Regions from separate parts of the Mus musculus genome. Here region 2 is linked to region 1. The links are chromatin contacts, called in public HiChIP or PLAC-seq maps. All regions are on one chromosome and are shown on one strand. Each heading gives the region's core, a stretch centred on a gene start, on an enhancer-like site or on the middle of the called end of the contact. The rest is flanking DNA. Distances are from core to core; before and after follow the strand shown.

Evidence for each region. HiChIP or PLAC-seq counts read pairs in DNA pulled down with a chosen protein or histone mark.
Region 2: a contact with region 1 is called in an H3K4me3 HiChIP or PLAC-seq map of stem cell-derived neural progenitor cells, with 36 read pairs. The contact joins the enhancer-like site here to the promoter of Bbs5 in region 1. A contact is called at or near these places in 5 of 39 promoter capture datasets (the C10 cell line, embryonic stem cells, liver and 2 more), 4 of 15 datasets of contacts at CTCF or cohesin (the G1E-ER4 cell line, embryonic stem cells and pro-B cells), 83 of 484 Hi-C or Micro-C datasets (the AML12 cell line, B cells, the BV-2 cell line and 40 more), 15 of 115 datasets of contacts at active chromatin or transcription factors (the NIH/3T3 cell line, astrocytes, bone marrow-derived dendritic cells and 5 more) and 5 of 9 other capture datasets (adipose tissue, embryonic stem cells, liver and 2 more).

Annotation. Positions count from the first base shown.
Region 1 is chr2:69,645,816-69,648,765 of GRCm38.p6, reverse strand. It overlaps Bbs5 (Bardet-Biedl syndrome 5 (human)), which reads right to left and starts at 1,595. Exons shown (of 12, transcript NM_028284.3): 1 at 1,424-1,595. The coding sequence starts at 1,482.
Region 2 is chr2:69,759,746-69,762,666 of GRCm38.p6, reverse strand. It overlaps Ccdc173 (coiled-coil domain containing 173), which reads left to right. Exons shown (of 9, transcript NM_001077684.1): 8 at 781-945. Among named protein-coding and RNA genes, the nearest start is that of Ccdc173, 28 kb to the left of the region's middle. Within about 2 kb of position 1,441, at least 12 of the 459 cell types and tissues checked have an H3K27ac peak or open chromatin away from gene starts, as enhancers often do. A contact at or near this core is called in neural progenitor cells, neural stem cells, regulatory T cells and 2 more, where this site is marked.

The sequences.
Region 1 (2,950 bases), core at 346-2,845:
CATGGCTCTGAAGAAAGGGCACTGACTAGGGAGAGAAGTGTAACTATGGAGAAGAGTCAAAGAACCTGAGACTGCAGGATGATAAGTATAGGCCTTATCTGTGGACAGTGGTGGACAACCCCCAGAGGTTTCTAAGTAGAGGAAGGTCGTCGGGCGGTTACGGAGAGGATGGTTTTTAAAAGGGTTGTATGAGGTGTATCCTCAGGAGGGTAGTGAGTGGGTCAGCGAGTAAAGGTGGCTACCACCAAGTTTGATGACCTGAGTGTCTGTCATCCCTGGGACCCACACAGTCAGAGGAGAGAATCGACTTCTGCAAGTTAACTTCTTCTTCTTCTTCTTCTTCTTTTTTTTTTTTTTTTTGGTTTTTCGAGACAGGGTTTCTCTGTACAGTCCTGGCTGATCCTGGAACTCACTCTGTAGACCAGGCTGGCCTCGAACTCAGAAATCCACCTGCCTCTGCCTCCCGAGTGCTGGGATTAAAGGCGTGCACCACCACGCCCGGCTTTGCAAATTAACTTCTGACCTCCACTGTGAATGATGCGCACAGAAAGCACTCTATCTCCACAGGCTCGTTTGATCCTTTGAGTTAGCTGTGTGACGACTACTCTCCTGCACTAGAATGAGGAAGGGTGTGTGATAATCAACCCCTCTTATTTTCCTGTCTTGATTTTTGAGACAGATGTCTGTAAACTGAAAATGTTCATGAAAACAGGGTTCGTCTGGATTAAGACCCACGGCACTCCCTGAACTACAGGGAAAGCCATAGAAGGTGTGTAATGAGTTACTGTACTTTGTAATTTCACAAATACCTCCTCCCTCAACTTCCAAAAGGAACGAATACTATGTTAGGCATCCAGTTACTACAAAGACTGAGAAATGTACCAATATCTCATTTTTTCTATTTTAGGAGACAGTGCTCATGATAAAGCACCATTAGGAAGCAGCTGAGGCGCCGTGTAGTTATTGATCCAAGAACTTCAGCTTCTATGTTTTCCATCACGATCTCAGCGACCCCCTCCCTGATTTCTGGGCAGGAAGGGTTTTTAACCATCTCCTCTTTTAAGCATATTCCCCCACAAACAGGGCTTCTTTATAACAAGCTCTCAAAGATTTAGATAAGGACTAAATGAAATCTTAGCTCCGACACAAGCTTTGCGTGGTCGGGAGTTTTGGAGAATTCTCACTCCCACCGCCCTCATTTTACAGACACGCCAACCGTGCAGAGGCCCGTAGTGTGCAATGCTATTCCGGATTTTGTTCTAGAACCCTGCTTTCCGGAATCCCTGCCCTATGTCCCCTCCACCGCAGGACGCGGAGGGTCACAGCCTTGATGGGCGCACACTGAGATAGGCCGCTGGCCAGGGCAGGGCCGAAGACCGCAGGGGACCATAGTCACGGGGTCTCAGCGCATCCTGAGACTCACTGCGAGGACACGTCGAAGCGCACGTCGCGGTCCTCCCACAACACGTCCAGCACAGACATGGTGACCGAGGGAGCTCGCCGATGAAATCCACAGTGGCTGCTCGGCGGCGTCTTATGGGCGCCAAGGCAACGCGCCGGCTTTGTCACGACATCTACGGCGGGCGCCGGGGCCCAAGCTTCCACCAGGTAGTGTGCGCTCTTTTCCCAGCCCGTTTGCGTCATTTGGTCTTGTTGAGGCGGGTGGCTGGGAAGCTGCTTCACTTCTGAGTCACCTCTCTGTTCTCTGCGCAGAACTTTAGCCATTTCAGCTTTCCTGCTGTTTTCCTACACCATTTAGAAATCTTAACTTCATCAAATTACATTACTGGTTTGATGGGGCTCTGACCCTGCCCACCTCCCATACCCTGGTGGCCTGGATCTCTGGCTACATTCCAGCCCGAGGCTCAGAACCTGTTAGAGGTCCTACTACATCTGGTCAGAACCATTGCTTCCCTAGATTCGTATAGTGCCAGCCCTTGCGTCCTATTTCACAAATCAGCTCTGGGGTCCCTCTATTGTGAGCAAACAAAACGTAGACACCTGATTCTTAAAGTTCACCGCATTGATCAATGTGCAGCACAGAGTACAAGATAAACTATGTCTCTGTCTCTCCTCCCTCTCCCCCTTCTCCCCTTCCCCCTCCCCCTTTCCTTTCTTCCTTTCTTCCTTTCTTCCTTCCTTCCTTCCTTCCTTCCTTCCTTCCTTCCTTTCTTTCTTTCTTTTTCTTTCTTTTTTTTTTTTTTGACATGGTCTCCCTTTGTGGCCCAGACTGGCCTCGAAATGTAACAGCTTCAGTTTCCCTAATACTGGGATTATAAACATACTTTATATATTTTTAAACGAATCAAATGGCTTTCTTTTACTATATGAAAATTATCAATAAACAAGTAACACGTTAAATAAATTACTGCTTCACAAAGAGTGATCTGGGGTCTCCTGGGCATACTCAGGAGCCTCTCATGGTTCCATAAGCAGAGTGACGTGAAAACACTTGCCTTTTAAACTCTAGCTGGGTCACGGGTTCACATTATGTATAACTGAGTATGTAAGCACACAGAACACTTCATTTGCTGTTTGTATTCTCCAAGACAGGGTTTCACTTGTGGGCCAAACTGGCCTGAAACTTACGATGTAGCGGCTTTGAACTCCCATCAACCCTCCCACCTCAGCTCCAGAATGCTGGGATTAGAGCCTCTCTACCCAGCTACTTGTTTAATGCACTATGGTGTTTTGGTTTTAGGATTTATTATATTATTCAAATCCTGTTAACGTTCATCTTCCTGCTCAGCCTCCTGAGTACTAGGATTGCAGTGTGAACCACCATGCTCACCTTTAAAAAAAGGTGACATGGGATTTGGTATGCTGCTGGAAGTAATGGCACACATCTTTTTTTTTTTTTTTTTTTTTTAAAGACTTATTTATTTATTATTATATGTAAGTACACTGTAGCTGTCTTCAGACACACCAGAAGAGGGAGTCAGATCTTGTT
Region 2 (2,921 bases), core at 192-2,691, 110 kb before region 1:
TGGCTTCCAGGAAACTAGGAGGAGGGTCTTAAAGCCCATGCCCACAGTGACACACCTACCCCAACAAGGCCACACCTCCTAATAGTGCCATGCCTTGGGCCAAGCATACACAAATCACCATACCTTCCCTCTGCCAAGCTATTTATGGATACAAAACAACAAGTTCTTCTTCAGAACCAGCTTAAGAGACAGGATTGCTTTGTATGTTCCTTTAAATGTCTTAAGAAAAGCCCCATAAATTACCCGATTCCTTTTCTGTATTTCTTAACCTTAGTAAATGGATCTCCTTCTTTATTCCTTACATGTCTGTCTGAACATTAACATACATGGCTCCTAAACATGCTAGCAGTTAATTGTTACCATGCCAGTAGTTGTGTACTTCAGACCTGGCTCTTCTGTTCCTGTGTTTTCTTCTACCTGCTCCTCCGCTTCCTGTCCCCCTCCCACAGTCTCCTGTGGGCCCAGGCTCAGAGGGTTGAACTCATGATCTTCCTGCCTCGGTTTCCTTATCTCCACTGCTGAGATTACAGGCACGAATTACCCCCCACAACTGTGTGTGTTGTTGGTTTTCATCAAAGACATTGATCTACATTACTCTTCTTACACTTTCATTAAGTATGCCTCTGCTATTCAAGAGAGTAAAACAATCTAAGCCAGCCACAGGCATAGTTCTCTGTCTTCACACTGCTCCTGGCTCTGCGCTTGAAGCGTTCTGATTCCTCTGTAATGAAAACTGGTTGCTAAAACTTAGGTTTTTTTCCTTTGCCATTAAACATCTAGATGAAAAATAAAGAGGAAGAAGAAAGACAAAGGAAAATAGAGGCTAAGGAACAATTGCAGGCTGTCTTGAAGGCAGATAAGATCTTCCAGGAGCTTGAAAAGGAGAAAAGCCTCAAAGTGACCAGAGAGAAACTGGAAATTCAGGATGCTCACATTCAGCAAATAGTAAGTATTCTCACTTCCCCATCATTTTTACAGATAAATAGGCAACAGACTTCCTTTTGGATTCCTTTCTCTTAAGTGGTTTCCGTCATCAGACAGGAATAAATAAATGATCATTGTGGCGTCACAATAAAACCATAGTAAAAGTGTGAAATTAGCTTAAGGCTCTCTGTTCTGTGATTCTCTGCTGTGATGGCTTAAGGATTGAGCTTATGGGGCATCAGGAAAGAAGAAACCTGAGACATACATACAGAATAGCAGGGATCCAGTGGGCCATGTATTCTGATGAAGACACACCAGCAACCGCCTGGAAACTCAGCTCCTCTCTTTCACCCATCTGAAGTGAGGAGTAGGTTTATTATATACAGCTCAAACAGGAGCAGTATTACATACAGCCGAATAAGGAATCAGGCTTGGTTCATCTCTGTAGGGAGTCTGTAGGGAAGCAGTCTGAGGCTGTAAGTATCCAGGAGGAAGAAACTGCCATGGACATTTTTCTGGATTTGCTACTCCATGAGGCATTGTGTCGGTGCTCATGGCAACAGTATGCATTCACTCAGGACTGCATCTGCTCCCCACGGTTCTCATTCTAGGGTTTTGTTCACAACTTTTTATCTTTCTTTAGAGCCTGTTATGCTTAGTAAATACTAAGGACGATGTAGACACATGGCATGGGCTTTGGTGCACGTCCTTTGATGCAGGTTATTCATAGGTTCTGAACATGAATCTTTTGTGTCACTTTTCTCCCCCTTTGCTTTTTTATGGCACATCCTAATGCAGTCTCCCTCTAGCTAGATTTGCAAACATTATTTTCCCAACTTTAGAACAGTAGCCCAACAGCCATGTTGACTGGGGTCTTGTGGGATTCAATTGTGAGACAAAGGAATATCCGAGATTTAAATGATGGATGGAGAATCTGGTGGCCGGTCACTTCTGTGCAGAATCTTTTCCAAATATGCACTTGTCTCCCATTCCTATCAGCAGCATGAATGAGCACAAGTCACTCCACATTCTTCCCAAGCCTTGGTATTGGCATAGTGGATGCCAACTGTTCTGAGGAGTGGCCTAACCTGCCTTGAGAGAACTACTTTGCATATATTTGTTGGGCATTTATTGACTTCTTTTGCAAAGTATTTATTTAAACTTGTTGACAATTATTTTGATTTGTTCTTTTTTTCCACTTATTTATTTTTATTTTATGTGCATTGGTGTTTTGCTTGAATACATGTCTGTGTGAGGGTGTCTGATCCCCTGACACTGGAGTTGCAGACAGGTGTGTGCTGGGAATTTAACCTGGGTCCTCTGGAAGAGCAGAGTGCTCTTAAACCATTGAACTGTATCTCTGGCTCTCTTGGTTTATTTTCTTTGTGAGTGTGTGTGTGTGTGTGTGTGTGTGTGTGTGTGTGTGTGTGTGTGTGTGTGCACGTGCGTGCTTAGGCCCAAAGTTGATGTTGGCTATCTCTCTCAATTGTTCTCCCATTTTTGGAGGTAGGTTCTCTATCTGAACCTGCTGTTTACAGATTCCAACTAGCTTAGCTGAGATAGGGATCCCATCTCAGCTTCCTGAGTGTGGAGATTACAGGGAGCCTCCATACCTGCCCTGCTTTTCTTTGTGTTTTGGTGATCCAAACTCTGGTCATTAGGCTTGCAGGACAAGTATTTTATCCATTGAACCACTACCTCCCAGCACTTGAACAAGTTTAAACATGGAAACAGTATATTCCTGTGATTAACCCTATTTGATTATGATGCATTTTTTAAAATGTGTGTGTGTATTTGTGCTGGATTCAGTTACTTATATGTGTGAGGGCCTGTACACACACGCACACGCACACGCACGCACGCGCACACACACACACACACACATGCACTGGTACCTATGGAGACCAGAATAGGGAGTTGAAAACCCTGTAACTGGAGTTAGACAGTTGTGAACTACCCTGTGGGTGCTTGTAACTTAACCTTAATCCACTGGAAGA